Regions from separate parts of the Oryctolagus cuniculus genome. Here region 1 is linked to region 2. Evidence: chromatin contacts called from public Micro-C data. All regions are on one chromosome and are shown on one strand. Each heading gives the region's core, a stretch centred on a gene start, on an enhancer-like site or on the middle of the called end of the contact. The rest is flanking DNA. Distances are from core to core; before and after follow the strand shown.

Region 1 (6,566 bases), core at 3,007-5,506, 920 kb after region 2:
TAGAGAACACGGACAGTCAGACAGATCAAGGTACAGCTCATGGATGGAGGCAGATCTTAAAAAAAAGGGAAAAATATCAAGGCAGGGCAGAAAATTCTGAGCAAAGAAAAATTCCTGAGGAGATACTATAGTACCTCCACGAGTACTACACTTCCACAAAATGTGAGCAGCACCTAAAAGAGGTGTGCACTGTGTGTTTTTATCCAAGAAGGAACCTGTGGCCCCTTCCAGCTTGAAAGAGAAGCTGTTTTAACTGTAGTCCTTGTCCGTTTTAAGCAGTCTTCTCAATGCCACCACTCCCACACCTTGACTTCACCAGGGTTTGTAGTCTGTGGCAATGGTGGGTTAATTTTATTTATTTCTCTCTTGATGGCTAATGCTGGACTACAGCTGTTACGAGTTGAGTTGTAAATACTTTTCTTTGAAGAAGAGAGAAAACAGCGAGAGAGCAAGCTTGTCTGTCTTCAATCTCTTGTTAATCCCAAGCCCTTCAAGGGCTCCGTTTCCTACAGAGTTCATGCAAAACTGAAGGAAAACTTAAAATCCTTGAAGCCATTTCTTCCCAATAAGCAGAATAAGATGAACAAATCAATTCCACGTGATACTTTAAAAAAGAACTCAGGATGAAAGCGAAGTTCCACAGATGTCCCTGCTTCCAGGTCAATGTGTCTGGTCTGTCTTCTTCAATCCTGGGCTTTCCGGACACAGAGTTCAACGGGGTTACAGTGCCTCACCTGGAGAAAAACAAATACCTCTATCAAAAAATCCTTTCAGGGCATTTCTTAAGAACAAGGCTAAAAGTTCCACAGGCTACTCTGTTAAAAAAATGTGTTTTGAAAGAAAGATTATTTTCCACTTCTCTTATATGTATGTGGGAAAGGACTCGGAATGGGGAGGAAAAAAAGGATTTAAAATCCTCTACTCAGAATTCTAAGTGCTGTTGAGATCAGAACAAGGAGAACATGGTTTTACTTGGTCTAAGGTCATCAAAGAACTAGTTCTTGTAAGGGACCCATCTCCTCTGACACAAACAAGCAGCAATAAATATAGAACAGTCAAAGGGCCGGTGCTGTGGTGTGGCGAGTAAAGCTGCTGCCTGCAGTGCCAGCATCCCATATGGGCACCAGTTTGAGTCCCAGCTGTTCCACTTCCAATCCAGCTCTCTGCTATGGCCTGGGAAAGCAATAAAAGATGGCCCATGTCCTTGGGCCCCTGCATCCACGGGGAAGACCTGAAAGAAGCTTCTGGCTTCGGATTGGCATAGCTCTGACCGCTGCGGCCAATTAGGGAGTGAATCAGCGGATGGAAGAACTCTCTCTCTCTCTCTCTGCCTCTCCTTCTCTGTGTAACTCTTTCAAATAAATAAATAAATCTTAAAAAAAAAAAGTCAAAAACTAAAAACAAGGGTACAACTGTAAAGGGAGGGCCTAAAACAGAGGTTTCTCTTTGGACACAGTATTGCTACAACGAAAAATGAAAAACCCAACTCATATTAGGACAGCAAGTCTCATTTCCTTTTTGTGTATGTCTCTCCCTTATCCCTCTGTGCCTTGTAGTTATGATACTGAGGAGGCAGAAGTTGAATTGTTGGTCTTCTGGGATCACCCACTAAGGACCTTGCATCAAATAGATGAGATCCCATCTATGAGAAGCTGAAGCTACCATAAAGGTTAGTCCCTTTCTTTCCAATTCAAAAGTTTTTCATTCCTACATTGGCCTATTAGGAAGTAAAGTGAGCCCCACCTACCCCAATATGATTAAAAGTAACAATTACTTCTGTTGATGATAGTAACAAAATAACATCAGCACCCTGACTTTATAGGATGCTTTTCATCTAGTGATCTCAAAGCACTTTACTCACATTATCTGGTGACACAGTCCCTTATCCCACTCTGTAAAATTGAAGGCTAGAGAATGCCTGAGGGCACTCCACTGAATCACTTGGGCAGCCAGGTTCAGAAGCCAAGAGTTCACATGCCCCTTTGCTGACAAACCCTTTCTACCTCTTGTTTATCCACTATACTAACTGCCCAATGACGACAACTTGAAATCTGTACACCACAAAATTTACTGAAGTTAGAACTTAAAAACAAAGCAATTTTATTCTCCTCAAGCAGTCTGGTATTTCTTAATGCCAGAGGTAGAGATTGAAAGTATCAGAAAATTTGGATAATAAAAATACAAATGTACCTTGAATTCATCATTTTCGTTCTCACCTGTGGCATGGAAAGCAAAGGCACCTTCCTTCAAGATTCATCATTTCTGTCCTTAAAAACAGGGCTTCAGGGGCGGGCATTTACCACAGCTGTTAAGATGCTGCCTGGGACACCTGCATCCCACACTGGCCTCCTCTCCTTCCAACCCAGCTTCCTGCTAATGCACACTCTGGGAGGCAGCAGGTGATGGCTTAAGGACTGGGCTTTGTCACCCACATGGGAGACCTGGACTGAATTCAGGACTCCTGGCCTCAGCCAAGCCTAACCTGGACTGCTGCAAGCATTTGGGAAGTGAACCAGCAGATGCAAGGTTTGTCTCTGCGTCTGTCTCTGCTTTTCAAATAAATAAATATTTTAAAAGAAGGGGCAGGATGAAACCTAAAAATTTCCTGGGTATGTAGAGAGACATACTAAGTCTTAGCAGAAGGATCTACTGCAGATGGCAGGGATGAGATTGGAAGGGTAAATGTCGTTCAACAGTGGCAACAGCGTGGATCCACATCAGTATCAAAAAATATACAAGGGCATATGCGACATATTCAGGCACACGGTCAACTATGGAATGAAAATATGCACATATAAAACGAATACTATAGGACACGTACTTTGAGAGCTTTAATAAGATTGAACACAAATACCTCCTTAAAGGGGTTAAGGGATCCGAACAGTATCCCTGGCAACACAGACATTGCTTGCTGAAACAAGGTGGTGTAACAGCACAATACAGGAAAAGCTAAAAACACAGCCATTGAAGTGCCATGGAATAATCCATGTTGAGATATCGGGGGGAAAAAAAAGAGTCAAAAGTTTAATGTGGATTTTATCACTATATATCAAGGTAGCAAAGTACATGGCAATACAATTCTTGTAAACACTTGACGGGTTCTCTGGAATGGCCTATAGCGAGCCCTCCTTAGAAATCCGACACAGGACTGAAGGGCTAATCGGGATAAAAGGTGGGAATGCAAACGTGAAATCAACCTGGGCAAGATGGCATTAACCAGGAAGTGAAAAACGCAGGGCAAAAAAACGATCTGGAGTCAGTAACTTTGAGCCACTTTCTTCCTTCTCGCGGCCGTGTTTTCAATCGGTCAAGGGGGTGAGACACCCTCACCCCCCGCCCCACAAAGAGATCCCTACAGGTAAAAACACCGGCGAACACGTTCGGGCTCCACTGGCAAAAAGTACAAAGTACTGGCAGCACGGAGCCCTCGGCCGGTGGGGTTGGAGGGTGGAAAAGCACAGGTTACAGGACGAAGCTCGAGTGGAGAACTCGAAACGCACGGTCAAAGGGGGAACGGCACCGAACCCGTCCCCGGGCACAGGTAACGTCCACGGAGCCCCAGAGGGCGGAATCCGCGGCGGCGGGGCCCACCGAGGCTGGGGGAGCGAGCGGCGGAGGGCCGGGGGCGGAAGGGGCGGCGGCTGGGTGCCAGGCTCCGAAGACCGCAGTCCGGAGCCCGGCGGCCCGGCACTACCCGGTCCCGAGCCCCGGCGGCCCTGGATCCCAGCCTCGACTCGTCGGCCGTTTCAGGGGCCCACGGGTCCCTGCCGCGGCTGGATGACCCGGCCTGGAGCAGGGCCGGGGCCTTAACCCCCTCCCCCGCTCCGGTCCCCCTTCCCTAGAGGTCACTCTCCCCTCCCACCTCACTGGCCCGGCACTTCCGGTTCCGCAGGGGCCGGCGTCCCCGGTACTCACCCCCGGAGCGGCGCCCGTCACCGCCGCCGTCGTTGTCACCGCCGCCTCCCGGCAGTGCCGTCCGGCCTCTGAGAGGCAGCGCGCGGCCCCCGCACGCTCCACGCCCGCCCCGCTCCCGCGCGCTCCCGCCTGGCGACGCTCGTCAGCGAGCCGGCGCGCGGCCGTTGCGCTCAGTGCCGGGTCTCGAGCCCTCCCAGCGTTCCCATTGGCTCCCTGGCCCGGGCGCGCGCGACGTCTCGCGCTGGGCACGTTTCTCTCATTCATGCGGCTCACGCCGTCGCGCCCGCCCCTGCTCACTCTCCCATTCACCCACAGCCCCCACCCCGTCTCCCCTCTGGGGCGTGCGCGCGAACCGCGGCGACCGCGGCGACCTCGCCGTCTGATTGGCTGTAGGAGCACAGCGCCGTACGCACGCAAGAAGACGAGAACGCGCGCGCAAGGGCGTCGGGTTCCGCTGACGACTAGGCGAGCAGGGTCGGCATACTGTGCGGGAGTCGAGAATGAGGAAATGGCCGGGAGACTCCCTCCGTTTCCTGCGCCTTGTTTTCTGTCCCTGTTGTATCCTAACGGAAACCCTCGGAAATAAAAAAGAATTATGCGTGTGTGCTGGAAGTACTCACAAGCAAGCAGCTCGTCTCTCGAATTTGCCAACCCCCCCTCCAAGTAAGTGTGGTACAGTCCAGACAGGCTTCTAGCCTGACCAATCACCGATGAGTCTCGCGGTCTTCCTGCTTCGCCCCTTCACGCGTTGGCCAACCGCTTGGCGATTAAGTAGGCCTCCTTCCATCCCGCCCCCTCCCTTTTTTGATGGCAAAAACTTTATTTAAAACGATGTTGGCGAAGTATTCGCCTCTGCGAGTCCCCTGTGCCCGGGTGGCGGAATGGCCCGGGCTGTGGCTCCCACACGGAGGGGGCGCCCGGACGAGAAGAGGCAGTGTGGGGCGAAGCTCCTGCCGAGGGGCCGGGGAGAAAGGCGGAGGAGAGCCGGCACGAGCCTCGGAGCCTCGAGTGCCAGCGGCGGCCGAGTCCAGGCTGCCCTTAACTCCATTAGTTTCCCACGGCCACACGGCGGGTGGAGCGCCCGCACCCCTGACCTCACCTAGTTAGAGAAGACAAGCAGGAAATACCGGGCTCTCTTAAACAGCCCCAGTCCCTAGCGAGCTGCTGGCCAGGTGTCCGTAGAGCGCAGCGGTTATTAGCCCGAGACCCCGATGAACCCAACAGCAGTGCCACGTGTCCTCTGGCCATTCCTCTCCTGAAGGCAGCACCTTCCAAAAGGTGTCCCCCGCCCACTTCTCTGAAGCCGTGGTTCCTTAGCTTCAGAGGCGATGCTAAGTCCTGCTGACTGCCCCGTTGCTGACATTTTAACACTGGGCACCAAAAGGCCAAGGGCGGCCTTCTGTTTTCTGGAGTCTCGTCCGGTTCCTTCTCTGACTTACAGAAAGCACATGTCATCAGTTCTGGCTCATTCTTGTTAAGGGCTTCAATCCAGCATTTATTGCAACTCCCTGGAGAGTTCTTTTTAATCAGTGTATATTTTTAAGTCTTCCAAGGGTGGGAAACATCCAGCCCTCAGGTCGTATAAGGCCCACAGAATCATTTGTTCTGGCAACCATAGGCAGCACTAGAAATTCCATAAATCTATGGAAGGCTAATTTTTAAGTTGATAACTTTGTATGTCCCACTACTGATGTTATAAGTATCAAATGGTCCTTGGTAAAAAGAAAGAGACCACTACTGATGTTATAAGGTCCTTGGTAGAAAGAGAGAGAGAGAGAGAGAGAGAGAGAGAGAGAGAGAGAGAGAGAGAGAGAGGCAGAAAGAAAAAGAAAGAAGAAAAAAGGAAGGAGGGAGGGAGGGAGGAAAGGAAGGAAGAAAGTTCCCCACCTTGGCTAACCCTCTACCAGGTAAATTTAAGTTGCTGGAGGAGCCAGTGTTGTGGCACAGCAGGTGAAGCTGCCACCCGCGACACTGGAATCTCAGGAGCACAGGTTCCAGTCCTGGCGGCTGCACTTCTGATCCAGCTCCCTGCCTTTCAAATAAATGAATACATATTTTTTTAAAAGATGTATTTATTTATTTGAGAGGAAGAGTTACAGACAGGCAGAAGCAGAGAGAGAAAGAATGAGTCTTCCATCTGCTGGTTCACTCCCCAGATGACCACAGTGGCCAGAGCTGCGCCTATCAGAAGCCAGGAGCTTCTTCCGGGCCTCCCACATGGGTGCAGGGGCCCAAGGACTTGGGCCATCTTCCACTGCTTTCCCAGGCCATAGCAGAGAGCTGGATCGGAAGTGGAGCAGCCGGGGCTTGAACTGCATGCGGCGACTTTACCCGATACGCCACTGCACCAGTCCCAGTTCATATTCTTTTTTTAAAAAAATGTTACCAGAGAGAAAATTTTTACTTATTTTTTTACCTGTCACCATGTTGTTTCCTTCACAGGAAGTTAACTTTCATTTTCCAGGTGTCTATTTGACTCCGATTTTAAGATGTTCTCATTTCTTCACCTCACAAATTAAAATTTTATTTTCCTACTTTTAACTAAGAACCTGTAATTATGGATGTCTGTTGGCTAGACTGTGCTGAAAGGGGAGGAGAAGTTAACATTCCACCATCCAACTACACATAAGGATCACTCCAGGACACTAGAA
Region 2 (6,781 bases), core at 1,112-3,611:
ACTTCACTATCTGTTATGATACTGGATGAGAGAAGTGGGGACATGAAGAATTTATAGACTTGTTTCTTACCCACAGGGAATTTTGAGGAGGAAAACACTCTAAGGATTTAATTAAGTCATCTTCATTCAAGTTCATTTGTCTTAATAGTTACATTGTGGAAGTAAAATGACTCATTAGTACTCTTTGCCAAGAGTTAGGGGAACAAATAAATCATGACAGCAGTTAAAACCACCACTCTAGGTATCTTAACAGATACAGCTGTATTCCTCTTTCAAGTAGTATGTGAAAATGAAAGAGTATTTTAAAAATATTTTATTAACCCCATTATGTATAATACAAAAAAAAAAGTGTGTTTCAGAAATAACGTGAAAACCACCACCCCTGGCCACTCACACTTCTACTATGCCCCCATCGTTCAATACAGTGTCTTTCACTTAGTATTTTACTAAAGTGTCACACGTTGTGGTCGGTAGTTCACATGCTCGAATTCTCACAAACTCAGTGTCATGGCAGTTATTCCACATATATAATCCCATACAGATAAGGAAACTGACAGGCTAAAGAATTTATCCAAGAAATTTATATCCAAATAAGGTTAATATTTTCAAATTTATAAAAGAATAAACCAAGTTTTTTCAACATAAAATGCACCTACAGCAATTAAGATTCTAACTGCAGCTGATCTGTACATACAGATTTCTGTTGTCCACAGAACGAATTTACAACGAATTGGGTAAATTCTGTTAAATGACCTTCAAAAATTTGAATGCATACTTAATGCACTACTTACTGTAGTAGTAAGACATCTTTAAATTTTATTCCTCTTTCTGAGAGCTTCCTAAGCCAAGGCTGCCAAGTCATAGACTTAATTTTGGAACGTATCTATTTCTAGGTTTAAAAATACTAGGTCTAGGGTAACCAAACCTTGCCACTATTTCTACCGGTGTAACGGGAACACTTAAAATTGACTTTTCCCTCTCCACCTTCCAGATTCCCTGCTTTTACTAACTTTTTAATTTCAAAGGCAAGTAACATAAATGATGTTTTCTGTAATCAATTTAATAGCTAACAGGATTGACTTCAGGAACTTACAAACTTGAGGGCTTCAGTATTCTTAACAAGAGCTTGCGTTTTAAACATATGTATGTTCCTGACCACTTGTTCATGGTGGTTCAAGTTATTCTATCACCTCTTGGTAAGAGCGGAATTCCCTTCAGAGGCGTCCAATTTTGAAGATTAAAGCCCCTACACTAAGTATATGCAAAATTTTAAAAAATGTTAGAAGCTGAAGAACCCAATTTTTGTTCTATGGAAGCGCCTACACCTGAAATTGGCACGGCCACGTTTGACCCTAAATGTGACCATTTCTACAAACAGCGAGCACCCAGGTGAAGACTCAGAAGGGCGAGCGCTGCGACAGACACTGCAGGACGACTCGCTCTCCAGCCACGGGACCGATTTGTTTTCGCAGGCGAGGTCCGTGCTGTGGATTTCCTAATGGGGATGTGATGTCATACTGGAGAGCCGCCGAAGGGAAAGGGATAGGCTGACAAAGGCGGTGCGGGTGCCAGGGGAGCAAGGGGCCCGCGGGCGGCGGGGAGAGGCGGGAGAGGGGAGCGGGGCAGGGGCGCCCCGCGCGACCCCGGGGGCGGGGAGGCGGCCCGACCGGGGGCGCGGCGGGCAGGTGCGGGCCGCCGCCCGGGAGAACCGGGGGACACCTGGCGTGCGGAGCCGGCAGGGGGCAGCGCAGGCAGGATGTCACGTGGAGAAGGCGCTACGGGAGCCGAGAGGGTTTGCGTGCGGACAGAGGGGGTCTCTCCCACCGCCTGAAAGACTGCGTTACTCACAGGAGTCGCGGACTCTTCTTGCCCTGAACTGGAGACGGGGGCTTCGCGGCCTGGGACTGCTGCCCTGGGACGTCCAGAGGCCTGGCGCTGGGGCTGCTCCTTCGCCGGCGGGGATACTCGGCCTTCCTCCGGCGGGACACAGCGGCCGCGGCGGCGGCTGCGGCGGCGGCCGCCGCGGCCCGGCCCCGGTCCCGACCGCCCCTCAGCACGCGGCTGCTCGTAGCGCCCGCAGGCGTCGCCGCCGCCGCCTCAGGGGGCCGAGGTTGGGGCTCCTCCGGAGCCGCCTTGGCCGCCGCCGCCTCTCCCCCTTCCTGGTCCTGCTGCTCCGGGGGTCTCGGCTCTTCCGTCTCCCCCGGCATCAGGGCTCGTCCGTCCCCCACCCCCTCGACCCAGGCGGCGGAGGCGGAGGCGGCGGCGGCCGCGACGCTGCTCCCCCCGCCCCCCTCGCCTCCCGGAGCGTCCGGCTCACTCTCACCCTGCGCTCTTCTTTTCCCCCCTCCCCTCCGCCCGGCTCCGAGGGCGCCCCCCCACCCCCTGCCACTCACGGCCCGCTACCGCTGGCGGCGCGCGCGCGCCCGCCACACAACCTCTGCAGACCAATAGGAGAGGAGGGACGGCCTCCTCGCCCCGCCCCTGGCGGTCTCACGCGCAGCGACGCACCAGGTTCCCTCCCTCACCTCTCCCTTCACCCAATCAGGAAACGGCTCTGAGGGAGCGCGCGAGGTTTCCTTCCCCGCGCACCCGTTCTCACCGTTAAACGGCTGCGTCTCGCGACAATCCCAAAGTGACCTTTCCCCCTCTCCGGAGTTCAACGCGAGCTAGGGGCAGGAGGAGGGGCAGGTGTCGCGAAGAAGGTGGAAGGGAAAAAACGCACCTTTCCCCGCCTCGCGCGGGCTGGCTGCGCGCGCACCTGCCTCCCTAAGGAGCCGCGAACGCCACAAGGGCTCTTTCTGCCCTTCCTTAGGCCGCAGAAGTAGCCTGGGTGTCCTTCCGTCTCCACCCCGTCCCCACTTTCCTGTCTCTGGCTTTTCTGTCCCCAGCGCCGCCAGGTCTTGCGGGGAGAAGGGGGAAATTTTTTGAGTTGTCGCTTCTCCTTTAAGAAAAAAAGCCCCGTCGGCTGCCGGATGAAAGTCTCCGAAAAAATGGCGTCGGCAGAATGGAGGCGGGGTCGAGGGGGGTAAGGAGGGCCCGCCTCGACGCATGCGCACGATAACTTCAGCCAAGTGCATTGTGGGAAATGAAGTCCTGTTTATCCTAATACGTGCAGAAAAAAAAAAATTAGGAAGCCGGAGGCGGAGAGGATGCCGGGAGGTTTTGACTGGCGACGGGAAAAGTAGTTTACTCTGCTACCGTAGTTTACTTTTTGAGGGAGGTAGTGTTTCCGGGTTAGGCCAGGACGCCTGCGTACATCCCGGCTCGAAAGTTCAGCCAATTGCCGAGCAGGATTGCCTGCGGGAGGGTTCTGTGTTACTTCTGAGTACTTTTTTTTTTTTTTGTAACTTGGCCTCTGGTTTTTTGGGGATGGCCACCCAGTAGACTTGGCTTCCTTCGAGGTAGCCAGATGATGCCTCCTCAGGGGCAGTCCGGCGTTCCTGTTTGCAACGCTCGTCCGGGCCTCGTGTGTCTGACCCGGGAACTGAGTCTGGCTCCGTCGGGTCTTCGATATCACGATGACCAGGACTCATCGGGCACCTAGTATCTCGGGGCGTGGGCTGACTTGTAGAGCTGCGGTGTTGGGGCATCGCGGAGCTGGCGTGGGCTGTTCGCGTGACTCCGCGACCTCCGCCGAGTGGCTGAGGGCCCCGGCTCGCCGCCCCGGAGCCTCTGGGTCTGCGGTTCGTCCGCGTCCCTGTGTCAGAAGCGGCTCTCTGGGCCCCTGGCGTGTGGAACTAAGTCGTCCTCTGCGCGTCCGAAGGGGGTTTCCGCGTGCAAGTCAGTGGGTGGTGCAGCCGGCGAGGGGCGAGCTGAGCGCTTCACCCTTGAAAACGAAAGCCTCCGGGTTCCGAGGGTAGAAGCCCCACAGGAAAGAGGACGGAAACAAGATCCGGGGTTCCCGTTCTAAGTTCCACATGAATCATTCAGTTAAACCGTAGACGAGTGCCGAAGGACGTTTTCCTTCCCATGTGTTGACTCAGTTACCACGTTAGGCTAAAAAATTATGTTGGTATTGAGTATTTGGGGACATTTTTTCATTTCCGTAAGGTCATTTCCAGTTGTAAAAATTGTCTAGCCCAGCGTCCCTGGCAGTGTTTCCCGACCGCTTTCTCGGTGAGCAGACTTTTAGAACAGCACTGACATCCAATGGCTGCTTAAAGTAATACAGAGAATTTTTTAAGTCATACAGTGATAAATGGATTATTGGTTTTTTTTTTAAAAGACCCCAGTGTTGTAGAAGAATGATACATTCTGTTATTTTAGTACGATTCCACAAACCTATTTCACCACTGGGGAAATGGGATAAAATATATTTAACAGAGCTACAATTAAAGCTGTTTACATACTACCTTCTCAAAGTAGGCTTTTTGTAATGTTTTATTTCATTTAAGGTAGATGAAGTCACAGGAGTAAAAATGGTGAAGAGTTAATTTCTTGTATTTTTCCGACACTGCTACACAGCTGTGTAACTAGGCCCAGCTGAGATATTTGCAGTTTAAGCACGCGCGATATCTTAAAACTTTCCAGTTTCCTTCTTCATGCCCCTTGTAGATGTTTGCATTTGAATCCGCTCAGTCAGCCCCTGAGATCCAAACATGAACCCATTTATGCCTTGCTTTTAATGGATTTTCAGTCTGTCTGTCTAGGAAAACAGGTAAGCATAATTTCTGAATAACTAAGCAAATACAGACTGCAAAAGTAGCTGGGAGCTAGTTAACTGCTATGGAAATTTTAAAAGGGATTCGCCTCAATGGTCCCCTAGGTTCACAGAAGGAAAAAAATAAGGCAGAAGCCCAGGCACAATGGGACATGTACCTTTGGAAGAAAACCACATGTGTGAATGGGCTATTCCCATGAATTCAAGATGAATCCCAGCATATAGTAGGTGCTCAAGTTTTGAAAAATTAATTTTGGATCTTTATCACCATAGCCAATGCACTGCCAGAACTTAAATCTTAACAACCTGCCTTTCAAAGTCAGTCTCCTTTTAAAAACTGTGACCTACTTAAAAAGTAGAAGAAGAAGAAATGCACCAAATCAAAAGAGAGGAAGTGCTAAGCAAATACAGTAACCAAAAAGGGTTATAAAGGCTGCATTACGTTGTCTTGTTCAGTTCCTTTGCGGTCTTCTGTTCAGCACATGCCAAAAGCAGTTCTTCTTCACAACTGGTGAGACCGGAGCATCCTGGGTGTGGGGCCATGGAGGAATTGGGTGAGTGAGGAGCTTCTTGGGAGAAACAGAGGGAATGAAGCAGCAGCCACCATCTCTATGTGCGGGGGTATACTTCTAGTTGTTTGAGGGAGATGTTGGAAGATTTTATTTTCACTTTTGTCCTCTGCTCAACCAAGAGGGAACTGAGGAACTATGATTGGGAACATTTTGGGTTTACTCTTTGTAGTGGCACAATAGGCAGAGAATTCTGTGGTAACCACAAAGTATACTCCAGACAAATACCTTTGGACTGAATCACTTCAAAATTATCATTTTATTATGGGCATATTCTTCTTTGAGGGCTCCTGGAGATACTAGGTTGGCCACACAGCTGGGCAACGACAACCGGGATCTGGGTGAAAAAAAGGAGTCAGGGATTGGCAAATGTGTCACAAGGCGGAGACATGGAATAGACATTCGAGAAAGGGATCTGCAGAGGTTGGAGAAAGATCAGTGTGGCTTCAGTTTTTTGTGATTTAGTATTAAATCAAAAAGATATAGTGGCGTAACTCCAATGAGTTTTGTTGCTAAGCTTTTTATTCAGAGAAATTCTAAAAGGACGGATTACTGTGGCATGACAATATAATGCTTCTTTGCACTTCAAGGCAATTAAAACCACCAGCAGAGCCATCAGTCATGTTACCTAGAGAGAAACCTTATTTCAAACCTTTGGAGAATTATGTCTCTCATTGTTGGGACTCATTCCATAGACTCTGCCAACTTTTGTTTCTGGCATCCTAACCAAAAATAACCTTTACCCAATTTCTCAGCTCTGCTGATTGCATGGTCTCCTGTGCTTGTGCATGGTTGAGATGTATCAAAAGTGCAAACAACAAAAACCACAGCTTGCAATTGTATTTTTTTTAAAAAAATTGGAGTTAAATTGATTTAAGAGCTGAAGAAACAGGAAGAAGGGCAAGTAACTGGAGAGAAGAGATGTTACTTAAGAGAAAAAAGGAGGTGTTTAATAAGTATTGAACTGTTTTGGAAGCAAAGTCTACCTACCAATACATTGATACTAGGGTAGACTAGTTTAGGACTTGATTTAGAATCCAAATTCTTAGGCTGTGTGAGTGTTGGGAGAATTTGAATTTCTGTATGTGCAGATTTTTAAATATAATTTTAAGGATACCTAATTTCATGTAGACAGTTCAAAAAGGGAACCGATATTTATTCAGTGACTTAGGCCAAAACTGACATTTTCACATTTGTTAACTATTTCCAGTGTCTGCAGCAACCCTCTGAAGTAAGTATTACCCACTTCACTCAGATGAGTAAACTAAGAAAAACAAAGCTTGTTCAATATTACTGTAAGGAGCACCAAAATCCATTATTCTAAGAGTTCTATTTTATTTTACTTTTTATTTGAGAGACACAGGCAGACAGACAGACAGAGCTCCCAATCTCTGGTTTATCTCCCAGGCTCAATCCAAGTTTCCTATGTGGGTGGCAGGAACCCAACTACTTGAGCCATCACCTGCTGGCTCCCCCAGTGCATATTAGCAGAAAACCGAAATTGGGGGAACTGAGCTGGGACTTAAACTTAAGATCTCTGATACAGATGCTG

The links. A called contact is a pair of places that touch in the nucleus more often than the background predicts.
Region 1: a Micro-C map of ear pinna shows a contact between it and region 2, with 10 times the contacts expected there. The contact joins the promoter of ZDHHC5 here to the promoter of ZFP91 in region 2. A contact is called at or near these places in 2 of 6 Hi-C or Micro-C datasets (ear pinna and an unstated tissue).

Annotation. Positions count from the first base shown.
Region 1 is chr1:14,476,368-14,482,933 of mOryCun1.1, forward strand. It overlaps ZDHHC5 (zinc finger DHHC-type palmitoyltransferase 5), which reads right to left and starts at 4,257. Exons shown (of 12, transcript XM_002709166.5): 1 at 3,916-4,257; 2 at 1-734. It overlaps LOC138848926 (a long non-coding RNA gene), which reads left to right and starts at 3,235. Exons shown (of 3, transcript XR_011387103.1): 1 at 3,235-3,541; 2 at 4,231-4,578.
Region 2 is chr1:13,561,018-13,567,798 of mOryCun1.1, forward strand. It overlaps ZFP91 (ZFP91 zinc finger protein, atypical E3 ubiquitin ligase), which reads right to left and starts at 2,362. Exons shown (of 11, transcript XM_051854290.2): 1 at 1,849-2,362. The coding sequence starts at 2,207. LPXN (leupaxin) reads left to right here and starts at 5,138. Exons shown (of 9, transcript NM_001082048.1): 1 at 5,138-5,214. The coding sequence starts at 5,202.